Linked DNA regions of Sus scrofa: regions 1, 2 and 4 are each linked to region 3. Evidence: chromatin contacts called from public HiChIP or PLAC-seq data. All regions are on one chromosome and are shown on one strand. Each heading gives the region's core, a stretch centred on a gene start, on an enhancer-like site or on the middle of the called end of the contact. The rest is flanking DNA. Distances are from core to core; before and after follow the strand shown. Region 1 has its middle 86 kb from the start of C7H6orf223. Region 2 holds the start of MAD2L1BP (MAD2L1-binding protein). Region 3 holds the start of VEGFA (vascular endothelial growth factor A). Region 4 holds the start of POLH (DNA polymerase eta).

Region 1 (3,116 bases), core at 288-2,787, 160 kb before region 3:
TTCAGATCTTTCACTCATTTTTAAATTGGATTGTCAAATAAATTTTGCCTCCTTTAAAAAGTCAAGACTACTTCTGAGAGGGGAAGATCAAATGCCACTGAGGACATTCAACTTTTAAATAAAACACCTAGGAATCTGGAATCCCAGCGCTCGAAGGCACCTTAGAATCCTTCCTTCTACAGGTGATGAAAATGGGTTTTGAGAGGAAAAGCGGTAAAGTGGCAGAGAGATTTTTTTCCCCTCCACGTATCCACCTGCTCCTCTACAGTAGGTGGGACCACAATACTAGCTCTGGCCTAGAAGTTGTGAATGGAGATGCTGACTGTTACTTCAGGGGCCAGAGCTTTTGAGAGCCAGTGCAAAGCCCTCCTGCTCTTTTCTGCCCCTGCAGGCACAGCCATGGAAGCCACCTGTTGAAATTTGATGGCTCTGCTATCTAGGGTCCCTAATTGACTCTGCAGAGCAGGGCCTCTGCTAATCTGCCTTGGCCACAGTGTATGAGCAAGAAACAAACCTTCATAGTGTGAATCCATTGAGCTTTCAAGGCTCATTTGTTACTGCAGCACAGCATGGCTTATCCTGACTCACACAGCCAGCCATTTGGTTGGTGCCTTTGGTACCTCATCAGAGTCCCCCAAAACCTGGGGGTATGCTGGCCCAGGCAACACTTGCTTAAGGAGAAAGATCATTTAAACAAAACATCTACTGATACCCACCTGTGTAGGCACAGGGCTTCCATGACCTTGGGGCCTTGTGGACGGGGCAGGGAGGTGGGGCAGGGGCAGTGTCGGTGTCCGGCTCTCTGCTGAACTGTCCGCTCTTGTCACTCACTGGTCCTTATCTTCCCAGGGGACATGTGGAGATTGACATATAACTGAAGCTGACTTTCCCACATTAAAACAATCTTTACGGGATTCTAAGGCAGATCTCCCCGCCCAAATCCAGCCCTCAAAAAGCCCTATAATCCCCACATACCACCCAAAAGTTTTACCTGAGAGGAAGCACATCTCGGAAGCTCTTTTCTAACTTCTTCTGCATCTTTTCTTCAAACTCAAGTCTTGCTTTCTGCTAACTCTGTTCTGTCCAGAGGAGGAAGACACTGGCACCCCCATTGCCTGGAACACAGGCACCTGCCAGGATTTAATAGGCCTTGGCTCCAGCTTGGCCCAGCCTGGCCTCCGACAAGAGGCCACAGGCTCTGGTGAAACATATCCAGTCTCCCAGCCTCTTCACCATGACATCTGGGGGCCTGTTGCAGCCCTCAGGGCAGAGTGTGTGGCTTTTTTTTTTTTTTTTTTCATGAGAAGTGAAGTGATGCTCAAAAGGGCACAAAATCAAGACCTTGACCTCATTAGTGTAATGTTCTGGTCAGCAGGCTTGGGGAACTGTGATGATGTTAATTACGTGCTGATTTAGTTTAATTCCTGTTCTTGTGCAATGCACGTATTTGCCTTTGCCTCCTTTCCCCAGGGGCTGTAGACTCCTCCGGGCTCAGCAGGGGGTGGAGCAGGAGGGGGCAGGACCAGACCAGGGTCACCCAGATCTGGATTCACTTCCTGGCTGCTGTGACCCTGGGTAACCTTCCTGAGTCGGGGATTGAGTAAGGATTATGGGCTTGGCACTGTGCCTAGCACGTAGGAAGCTTGGTAAATTGTAGCTATTATTATCAGACAGTTAATTATTATTTTATGCTATCAACGGAAGGATGATTTTCCATTGTTCCCTCTTGATTCTTGAGAGGCAGTACAGCATAGACCAGGGGTGTTCAATAGAACTTTCTGGGATGATGGAAAGACTCTGGGAGCTACTAGCCATGTGTGACTACTGACCACTTGAAAGGAGGCTGGTGTAATGGAAGAATTGAATTTTTAATTATATTTCTTTTTTTTTTTTTTGGTCTTTTTTTTTGTCTCTTCTGGGGCTGCACCTGTGGCATATGGAGGTTCCCAGGCTAGGGGTCGAATCGGAGCCATAGCCACCAGCCCACACCAGAGCCACAGCAACGCGGGATCCGAGCCACGTCTGTGACCTACACCACAGCTCACAGCAACGCCGGATCCTTAACCCACTGAGCAAGGCCAGGGATCGAACCCACAACCTCATGGTTCCTAGTTGGATTCGTTAACCACTGAGCCAGGACAGGAACTCCACGTTTTTTTTTTTTTTCTTTTTAAGACCGCACCTGCGGCAGATGTAAGTTCCCAGGCTAGGGGTGGAATTGGAACTGCAGCTGTGGGCCTAGGCCACAGCCAGTGCAATGCTGAGCAGTGTCATAGCTCGCGGAAATGCCGGGTCCTTAATCCACATCGGAGGCCAGGGATCACACCCGCATCCTCAGGGACACTATGTCAGGTTCCTAACCCATTGAGCCACAAAGGGAACTCCCGTATTTCATTTTAATTATTTCGAAGTTAAATAATCCCAAGGGTTTAGCAGTTACCTTGTTGGGAAGAGCAGGTGTATAGGGTAAGCATGCAGGCTCTGGTGTAGACCACAGGGTGCCCACCCTGCTTCTTAGCTATAAGCCCCTGGGCCAGTTATGCCACCACTCTGGGCCTCGGCTTCTTTACCTGTAAAATGTATTACGGGACCAACTTCCTAGTGTGGTCGTGAGGATTAGACAGGTCATTCTCCATAAAGGGCCCCGTGGGGCCGTCGTCATTGCCCTGCATAGCACAGGTGTCTGGCCTGTAAGCCATGGGCATCGTGTCTCCCGTCTGGAGGGAACTCCCCACAGCCCCAGCCCAGGGCAGAGCCAACCAGTGTCCACAGACCAGGGAGGAGAGGAGACGCCGAATGCCCCAAGGAGGATAAGGACGAGGGGAAAGGGAGGCCCTGGTTGACAGCCCAGGCTGCCCCTCTTCCCTTGGTAGTGTGGGTCTGTCACCTTCTCCAGAAGGGTTGGGTGACAGGAGGGTGGTCCCAGGGCGTGTGGGGCACGGCAGCCTGAAAGAGGAGGTTTGGGTGGGCTCGGGGTGAGAGAGCTCCTTCGTTCCCATCTCCCGGCCACAGGGAGCCCTAGGAGCCGAAGCGTATCCACTCTTCCCTCTCTCCAAGCGTGGAGCTGCTCTACCTGCCAAACTCAGCCAAGAGGCCAGAGGAAGCCAGAAATCAGG
Region 2 (2,851 bases), core at 321-2,820, 130 kb after region 3:
GTGAGAATATCGGGGGAATAGTTTTGGCTCTCACTTCCAATCCCCATCCTTTTTGAGATCTCTCACTGAGTTCTTCTGTCTCAGCCTCTAAGTAGCAGTTTCCCTGGAGAAGTTGTGCCCCTCGCCCCTCTCTAAGGTCGACCTCTGCAGCATAACCTTCTTAGCTAAGGGGGTTGAGAAGTCGCACGTGCTTCCAGCCACTGACGATCACATAAGATCACATAATTGGCTGGGTCTGCTCGGCCCTTTTGCAGATTTTGGCCCTTCCGCTATCACCGATTTGGGGAGTTATGCCATGTGGACAGCAACTACGTGATCAGTAGCCTGTCTTCTCCTTGTGGTCCTTGGGGGAAGCCATGGACTCCACCAGGTCTGAACCCCTGAAAGGATCACCAGAGGTAAGCCACTGTTGCTGCTTCTAGTTTTCCAAGGAAAACCGAGGGCTGGTGGGCAGGGCTGTTTCGTTTCTGGTCTCTATATGAGCATCTCGCTGTTTGTGAAGAGATGGGAAGTGGACATACAATGGATGAGTGGTGAGTCACAAGTCAGCCATGGGGTTGGGAATTGAACTCTGGCGTCCTGACTCCCCGCCCAGCAACACTGCTTCCCCACTCCGCCTTTCTAGTGTTTTGTACACTGGTTTATGTCACCGAATGTGTTTACTCTTTGCTGACTGCAAGAGCCCTAAAGAGCAAGCGAGATGACAGCTTGGCAAGAAAGTCAAGTCAGCAATCCCCTGGGCCCTGGGCCAAGTTTCTATTCCAGGAAACCTCCCCCGCCCTCGCAGTGGTTGACGTAACCGGAGCCCCAGCCCCGCCCCAAGTAGGGGCCAGGCCCCTCCCACAGCCCTGGCGGTTTTAAAACCAAAATCGGTGTTCCGGGATTGGTTCGGCTTCAAAACAAAGGGGAGGGGTAATACTCGCTGCGGGCATCCTGGTGGCCCTAAGGCAGCGGGGCTTGTTTATGGGTTCGAGCCTCGCGTCGGGGCTACTGCGGTGTCTCGGGCTGCTAAAACCAGCCCCCGGAGGGTGCCAGCTTGGTAATAAAGCAGTGACTACTGTATAAAGGTGGCATAATCTTCGCAACAAAAAAAGCCTTAATTAGGCTAACCACCATCCGCCTCCGCCCTGGCATTAGTCCTGACTCACCCGGACGGCACGCCGGCCGTCGAGGGAGAAACTGAGGAAGGGGCGGAGCCAGTAGACCACTCGCTCCAAATTCTGCGTTCTCCAGGTTCAAAACTTGTTGTGGAGGCTGGCGTCAAAGGGCCAAACTCTGAAGCGCCCACAAAGCTTAATTCGGATGTAAGCCCTCCGCTCCGGTAACTGGCCCACGACCCCCAGGCCCTAATTAAAGACCCGCTCAGCTCTCTGAGACTGGGAACCAGACTACAGCTCCCCTAGGTCTTTGCGCGCATAGGCGCGCTCCTTACCTACTCCCCGAAGCCGCCCGCGGCCCCCTTGCGCCGCGATGTCTCCTGGGAGTGGTAGGGCGGCGGCGAACTCTTTCCAGGGAGCTCTCAGACTTGAGGACTCTATATCCCGTGATGCCTCGCGACTCTTTCTGACGCGACCTGGAAGCCAGGGCAGGGTGGGGGCGTGGCCTGTGCAGAGCCCCACCCCGCTCTCCTCCTGGCTGGTCGGACTCGGCGGTGGCAGTAGGGGCGGCGGCGGCGGCGGTGGCGGAGGTGGTGGCGGCGGCGGTGGCGGGGGGAGGGGCCGGGCGGGGGGCTGGCGGCAGCAGCGGATGGACTCGCGGGTATCCGAGCTGTTCGGCGGCTGCTGCCGGCCCGGAGGGGGCCCGGCCGTGGGCGGAACCCTCAAGGCTAGGGGCGCCGGCGGCAGCAGCAGCTGCGGGGGCCCGAAGGGGAAAAAGAAGAACGGAAGGAACAGAGGGGGCAAAGCCAACAACCCTCCGTACCTGCCCCCCGAGGTGAGCACCTGAGAAGCAGCCGGGTGAGAGGAAATCACTCCTTCCGGTCCTGGGACTCCAGGAAGGCGAGACAGAATTCGTACCCCCCTTCCGGTGTCAAGACCCCCTTCTTTTCCGGTTCGAGGACCCCAGGGAGGAGGGACAGAGAGATTGACCCCGTCCCCACCAGGTGTCAGGCCCCGGGGAGGAAGAGGGGAGGAGGGGAATCTCCTCACTCTGATGTAGGTAATTCCAGGAGAAGTGGGAAAAGGGGATCCCCTTGGGAAGAGCAGAGTAAAATCCCCGGGCCCCTTCCCTGTGCTGCAACAGGAGAAGGGAGAGTGCGTTCTGGGATGAGGAGTTAGAGTTTTCTAAACTTGCTCTACGGGGAGGAGAGGAGTACCCGAGGAAGGAGCAATGTGTTCTGTCCTTATCCTTGAGTGTGTATACACACACACACACACAAAGAGCAATATATTCTGTCCCTATCCCTGAGTGTGTACACACACACACACCAGAAAACAGTTAGGCTTAGTCCTCCTGCCCTTTGCCTGTCCTATGAGGAAGTGGTGGCAGCCTCCACCTACCCGTACCATCTGTCCCTAAGGCAGAGGATAACTGCTACTCTATCCCTCTTAGAAAAGGAGAACCCAAGGGGGAGATCCTCATCAAGTGATTATTCAAACTTTAGTATGTATCACAATCACTTGAATTGCTGCTCTACCCCTAGAATTTACAACTGAGTAAGTCAAAGGTGGCCCTGATAATCGGCATTTCTTACAAGTTCCCAGGTGATGTGAATGCTGTTGGTCCTGGGACCACGTGTTGAGAACCATTATCCTAGACCATCATCCTTGCACCACTTTTCTGAAGCCACCCGTACTTATTCTTCACCTCCATCAAAATGATAAACAAGGAAGGTCTTTATTGATGTGAAAAG
Region 3 (3,040 bases), core at 59-2,558:
CTGGTCCCACACTGCCCATGTCACAGCAAATTTCCAACCATTTTCCCTAAAAGTGTAAAATGGGAAAACGACACTCTTTAAACCCTCCCTTAGGCCACCCCCATAAAAGCTAAAGTACAGCTCCCTCGGAAATGTGGGGGAGGAGAAGGAAGCAGGCTGTCACCAAGTCGGGACTTTAGGTAGAGTCTCGACAAAGCACCGGCTGGGCCCCAGCAGCCCGACTCCTGACAGTGGCCATTCTTCCCCCGGACTCTGGGGCCAGCGAGGGGTTAGATGGGTCTTCTCGGCATAAGGGAGTGAAAATAAAGGGGTGACAAGGGTTTCGCTTCGAGCCAAGGAGGAAATGGGGAAGGGGCGTCAGGAAATTCCTCCTAGGACGGGGTTAGGGGCCGGGAACGGCGGGAGGGGATAGGGGTGGTTCTCCGGGTCCTCCGGCTGGGGCTACCTCGAGAGGTCACCTTCCCGCGGAGGGCCGGCGGGGGGAGGGGCGCCGCTTGCCGCCCCGGGCTCCCGGCTCGGGCCGCCGCAGCTCCGGGAACACGCGGCCGGCCAGGCCCGGGCTGATGTAATCGGCTCCGCGCCGCGCGCGCCCGGCCGGGCGGGGGAGGGCGGGCACCGAGCGGGACGCGAGCGAGGACGGGCGGGGGTGGTGCGGCGCAGGTGGTCCGGCGGAGAGGAGGGGGTCCCAGCAGCAATCCACCCAAAAACTTTTCCGCAACTCGCGGCGAGGGCCGCAGAGATCGAGCAGCAGTGACAGCCAGCCCCCTCTCCTGCCGGCGCCCTGCCCCCTCTACGCTCTCTGCCCTCCTCCGGTCCAAGGTCCGAGCACCCCCACCCCCGCCCGCTGGGCTCCGACTCCCGCCCCCGCTGCCCGGACTTCCAGTTCTCGGGGACCAGCGGCCGGGAGCAAACTTCAGCCGCCGGCGGCAGCGCAAGCCCAGCCCCCTCAGCCGCCTCCTCCGGCTCCCGCCCTCGGCTGGTCGGCCCAGATCGTACGTGCGGTGACTCTGGTGGGTGGGCAGGGCCCGCGTGGGCGGTGAGACTCTAGCCCGGTGCCCTCCCACCTAGCGCGCGCCCCCTCCCCCTACATGTACGAGGATAGAGGGGAAGCCGCGCGCCCGGTGCCCAAGGACCCGCGTGGGGCACGGAGCCCCCACGCGCGCGCTCGCACGCACGTCCCCAGCCGGGAGAGGCGCTCGCAGCGGCCCGCGGCGCCAGGCGGGCACGGCCGCTTACCTTGGCATGGTGGAGGTAGAGCAGCAAGGCAAGGCTCCAATGCACCCAAGAGAGCAGAAAGTTCATGGTTTCGGAAGCCCGGCCGGGGCCGGCGCCGCTCGCGCTCCCTCTCCGGCTCGGGCTGCGGGACGGCCCGCTCTCCTCAGCGCCCAGGCGGGCTCCTCTTCCTCCCGGAGCCGAGGCCCGGGCCAGGGCCTGGGGCGCGCGCTCGGCTGGAGCACTGTCTGCGCACACAGCCGCCTCACCCGTCCATGAGCCCGGCTTCCGAGAGCCGAGTCGCCACCGCGGCCCCCTCTCCTCTTCCTTCTCTTCTTCCTCCTCCCCCTCCTCCGACTGCGGCTCCTCCCGGCCCGAGCTAGCACTTCTCCCGGTTCCGCTCGGCTCGGCTGCCCCGGCGCGGACCACGGCTCCTCCGGAGCGAGAACAGCCCAGAAGTTGGACGAAAAGTTTCAGTGCAACGCCGCGAGCCCCGACCCCCTCCACCCCGCCTCCGGGCGCGAGCTCCGGCTCCTGCCCGCGGCTCGCCGCCGCGTCCACGGTCGGCCGCCGGCCGGGTAGGAGGTGGGCGCTGGGGCGGGGGGCGGTGTCTGTCTGTCTGTCCGTCAGCGCTGCTGGTCCGACGCGGGATCCCGAGGGGGAGGGCTCACGCTGCGCTCTGGCGGTCACCCCCAAAAGCAGGTCACTCACTTTGCCCCTGTCCCTCTCGTTTCTTGCTTGCCCGCGCGCGCTCTCTGACCCGGTCTCTCTCTCTTCCTCGACTTCTCTTTGGAGCTCTTGCTACCTCTTTCTTCTCTTTGCTGGTTTCCAAAATCCGAAGTGATTTGGGGGAGTAAAGGAGCAATCTCCCCAAACGATCGGCCCGATTTAGCGGGGAATGGAAAGCAAAAATAAATTAAAACGGAAAAGAATACGGTTTTCCAAAAATGTCTCCGAAAAAAAGGAGGAGGGTGAGCCCTGGATAAATGAATATCAAATTCCAGCGCGGAGACCCCCAAGCTGGTGACCCCGCCGGCTCGTCCGCCTTGCGGATGCGTCTCTCGACCGAGCGCCGCTGCCGCCGGCTCCTCTCGCCCCCAGTGCCGCGGCCTCCCAGCAGCCCGGCTGCCCCAAGCCTCTGCGCTCTTCACCGCTAGAAGCTGACTAAAAAGAAGGCCTGGCCCCGCCCCGGCACGCCCCCGACACGCCCAGGGGCGGGGACAGGCCCAGCCTCAACCCTGGAGTCCGTCCCCTCCGCGCGCGGCTCCGACCCCTGGCGCTGCCTTTCCCTAGGGATACCGAACGAAGCCTGGGCCCCCATTTCACCCCAGCGAAGGGAAGCTCGACCCCCACCAAGGGTCACAGCCTCAACATGACCTATCCGCCTCCCTTTGCCCGGAGAGGCACACGACCGCGCGGTATTTGGGGGGAGGGTACAGAAAAGTGAGGTTATGTGCGGCCAGGGCTCGAGAGCCATTCCCTTTACGCTGGGAATATTGGAGAGAATAGGGGTTTGGGGAAGTTGGACAGGGACAGGTGAAGAGAGAGACGTACAGATCTGTTGGAATCCTGGGGCGATCTCTGGCCTCCCACCTCCAGCGCTCTCAGAGTCCTACCCACACACACCCAGACACACGCGTCTTCACTCTCACGCAGACGCCGCTCGCCAAGTTCACCCAGCTTCCCTGTGGTGGCTGAGCGCCCCCTAGTGACTACCGTCTGCACACCCCAGCTCTGGCTCAAGAGGCCTCAGAAGAGGGTAAAGGGACATTACCCCTGACGCCCCGTTTCTGATCTCTCAAACAGTGGCATGTTTGGGACTATAATG
Region 4 (3,019 bases), core at 61-2,560, 180 kb after region 3:
GTACGAATTAGGAGCAGTGACTTAAGCCCAGCAAACATTTCCTAAACGCAGAAACACCAAAACGGATATTCAGATTTTAACTGTTTTAATTTTCAGTTTACGTATTTTGCTTGAAAAAGTAAGAGTTGTGTAAAGATAAAAAGTGAAACGCACTTTCTGCCAAAACCCTCCTTTGGGAATAAGGATTACACTACTTTGAAATCTTGGCACTTCGAATTATCAAAAGTGTACAAACCTTCAGTATTTGCAAGTATTCATCTTTAAAAATCTCAATTTATCCCAATTTGCACAAAACAAGTTTGATGCCGATCAGACGATACATCCGAGGAAAATAAGAACAGGTGAAGAGGAAGGTTCAAGAGCTACCTTTTTTTTCCCCCCATAAAAATCCTCTTAAGAGGCAATAAATACCAAGGCCTTTTCTCAATGAGCAAGTATTTCTATTTCATGAAATTTCGGCCGCATGCTGTCACCAGTCACTGCTACATTATACAACCAATAGCCAAGACAACACGAAAAGGCTAAAAACAGAAATCGAACGGTTCTAAATTCTCTTACCAATGTGACACCTGGCAAAACCGCCACCCGCGGATGCGGCCGATGCTGGGCTCGATGTCCACTGGAAGGAAGATGAAGGGGTCTTGAATATCGGTCCTCTTTCCGGCAGCGGATCAGTCGTTTTCGAGAGAGTTATTGCCGGTAAAGACCAAGGAAAGGACCAAGGGCTGCAGACGATCCTCGCCTGGGGCAACAGTCCGCACTGCCGGGCGTGTTCAGCCTGAGCCAGCGCGATCTGCCCACAGCCCCTCCCGTCAGCGATCAGACAGCGCGCGCGCCGCCGAGGGCCGTTGACGCGCCTGCGCACCGCGGTCCTTACGTCTTCCGCTCCGCCCACCGAGTTGCAACCGTCACAAGGGAGCCGCCACTTCCGCGGGCGCATGCGCAGTGGTGGGTTGGGCGCGTGCGCAGCGCCGGCTTCTTCCCGGCTGGATCTTCTGCTGCTCACGCTCCTCCTCCAGCTCCCCACCGCCCCCCCACCCCAGCCCGCCGCGGCCCGGTACCAGCTTGTGAGCCCGCCCAGGGAGCGGTCCTTGCCTCGTGCTCCCGGGACGGCCGTGGTGCGTGCTCGCGGCGCGTGGCACTAACCATGGCGATGGATCAAGTGAACGCGCTGTGCGAGGAGCTGGTGAAAGCGGTGACGGTCATGATGGACCCCAGCTCGACTCAGCGCTACAGGCTAGAAGCCCTGAAGGTAGTTGGGGTCTGGCGCCCTGGGCCTGCCCCGAGACCCTCCCCCAGCTCCAGCCGTCCTGGCGCAGCCAATAACTCCGGCCGCCTCCCGCCCACGCGGCCCTTGGACCTCCGTCCCCCCCACCCCGGGGGGCCTTCCCCTCGCCGCTCTCCGCGCCTCTTCCCACTCCCCGCCTTCTCTACTTGCCGCGCCTGCCCTTCTCTCGGGACACTCTCTGATCCATAGCTGCCTGTGACCGCCTCTTCTCGCCACCACTTCCCACTGCTTTCTCCTCCCCCTCTCCCCACTTCTTTTCACTCTTGGCCGCGCCACGACCCCCTCCGCAGCCGACTGCACTCACTTTATTTTCCCAAACCCACATCCCCAAAATCCCCTCGTCTTCTCGTAGCGCACGTGTCCAACCGGTCGCCAACCCCAGCTACATTCTTTATGGTCTCCCCTGAACTAAACATTTCTCTGCTGACTCAGTCTCCCGACCCACTCTAACCGAACTCAAGCCCTTCTTGTGACTCTTTACTTACATCCTTAGACTTCTCCCTAACCCTCTTCTGTGTCTTGGGTATTTCTGGGCTAGTTCTCACACCACCACCCCCCACCAGGTCTCTTATTGTGTGATACTCTTGGGCTATTTTGGGCAAAGATGAACTTCCACCACTTACTTTGCATTTTAGCAAGGGCCCTTTGGTTTCCTAAAAGTAGTTTGCTTGACTGCCGCGTGCTCTGCTATGGGGACTGACTCTTGTATAATTTGGTAATGCTAATACAATTCGAGCTTATTCTCCCATCAAACAATGTATGTGGGTTTTCTCCACTAGGAGAAAATAATTGTGCTCTGTGTATTTTAAGAGATGTAACTTCATAGAGTCAGCCTTATTAGAAGGAAACTACGATATATAGATGTATGCCACAGGATTTGGAATCAGAAACATTTGGGTTCTATTGTAACTTCATAGAGTCAGCCTCATTAGAGGGAAACTACGATATATAGATGTGTGCCACAGGATTTGGAATCAGAAACATTTGGGTTCTATTAGGTTTGTTTTTCTACACAAAAGTAGCATAGGACAATAATCATTTATATACCTCACCTAAACTTAGCAGTTGTGAAGATTGTACCACATTTGTTTTATCCCTTCCCTCACCAAAGGATTTTAAAAGTGAATCCTAGAAATTGTTTTCATTTCACCCCTATGTACTTCAAGGGAATGTGTCTAAAATAATTTTTTACTCATTTAGGTCATTTTTCCCCCCAACATTAGTTGGCCATGGCATGGGAAATCGAACTATCAAAGGAGTGTTTATCAGTTCTTTATTCATATAATATTGACGTAGATTTTGCAACTTAAAAATATAGCACAGATTGGAGTTTTAAGATGAAGGTTTTTTTTAGTCCCCCTCACTTTGGCTTCTAAGGGAAACACTGATTTTTCTTCTTTTCAGTTTTGTGAGGAGTTTAAAGAAAAGTGCCCTATCTGTGTCCCCTGTGGCTTGCGTTTGGCTGAAAAAACACAAATTGCCATCGTCAGACATTTTGGCCTTCAGATCTTGGAACATGTTGTCAAGTAAGGAGCTTTTGGAGCTTACCACCAAAGTGTGTGAGAAAGCAAATCTTTTATTTCTTGGGTAACTCAGAAGTACTCTTTAGGTGAATAGAAAAGAGCAATCCCCAGGGAGAAAGGAATAATCCCTGAGAGGTTATCACAGCCTCAGGGAGCTCTCATCTAGAACTTAACCTTTTTCTTCTTCCAGTTCTTCCTTTGTGTAGAG

The links. HiChIP or PLAC-seq counts read pairs in DNA pulled down with a chosen protein or histone mark.
Region 1: a contact with region 3 is called in an H3K27ac HiChIP or PLAC-seq map of alveolar macrophages. The contact joins the enhancer-like site here to the promoter of VEGFA in region 3. A contact is called at or near these places in 2 of 5 promoter capture datasets (fetal liver and liver), 8 of 47 Hi-C or Micro-C datasets (embryonic fibroblasts, fetal liver, fetal skeletal muscle and 4 more) and 2 of 2 datasets of contacts at active chromatin or transcription factors (alveolar macrophages and skeletal muscle).
Region 2: an H3K27ac HiChIP or PLAC-seq map of alveolar macrophages shows a contact between it and region 3. The contact joins the promoter of MAD2L1BP here to the promoter of VEGFA in region 3. A contact is called at or near these places in 2 of 5 promoter capture datasets (fetal liver and fetal skeletal muscle), 2 of 47 Hi-C or Micro-C datasets (fibroblasts and heart right ventricle) and 2 of 2 datasets of contacts at active chromatin or transcription factors (alveolar macrophages and skeletal muscle).
Region 4: an H3K27ac HiChIP or PLAC-seq map of alveolar macrophages shows a contact between it and region 3. The contact joins the promoter of POLH here to the promoter of VEGFA in region 3. A contact is called at or near these places in 2 of 47 Hi-C or Micro-C datasets (heart right ventricle and liver) and 1 of 2 datasets of contacts at active chromatin or transcription factors (alveolar macrophages).

The regions. Positions count from the first base shown.
Region 1 is chr7:38,906,157-38,909,272 of Sscrofa11.1, reverse strand. No RefSeq gene overlaps it. Among named protein-coding and RNA genes, the nearest start is that of C7H6orf223, 86 kb to the left of the region's middle. Within about 2 kb of position 1,537, at least 8 of the 83 cell types and tissues checked have an H3K27ac peak or open chromatin away from gene starts, as enhancers often do. A contact at or near this core is called in alveolar macrophages, fetal liver and liver, where this site is marked.
Region 2 is chr7:38,612,068-38,614,918 of Sscrofa11.1, reverse strand. MAD2L1BP (MAD2L1-binding protein) reads right to left here and starts at 1,570. Exons shown (of 4, transcript XM_001929515.6): 1 at 1,433-1,570. It overlaps GTPBP2 (GTP-binding protein 2), which reads left to right and starts at 1,703. Exons shown (of 12, transcript XM_003128412.6): 1 at 1,703-1,932. The coding sequence starts at 1,747.
Region 3 is chr7:38,745,366-38,748,405 of Sscrofa11.1, reverse strand. It overlaps VEGFA (vascular endothelial growth factor A), which reads right to left and starts at 1,308. Exons shown (of 7, transcript NM_214084.1): 1 at 1,237-1,308. The coding sequence starts at 1,302. LOC106504420 (a long non-coding RNA gene) reads right to left here. Exons shown (of 3, transcript XR_001297869.2): 3 at 2,038-3,040.
Region 4 is chr7:38,567,502-38,570,520 of Sscrofa11.1, reverse strand. It overlaps POLH (DNA polymerase eta), which reads right to left and starts at 1,310. Exons shown (of 11, transcript XM_003356630.4): 1 at 559-1,310. It overlaps XPO5 (exportin-5), which reads left to right and starts at 963. Exons shown (of 32, transcript XM_005666037.3): 1 at 963-1,252; 2 at 2,693-2,814. The coding sequence starts at 1,148.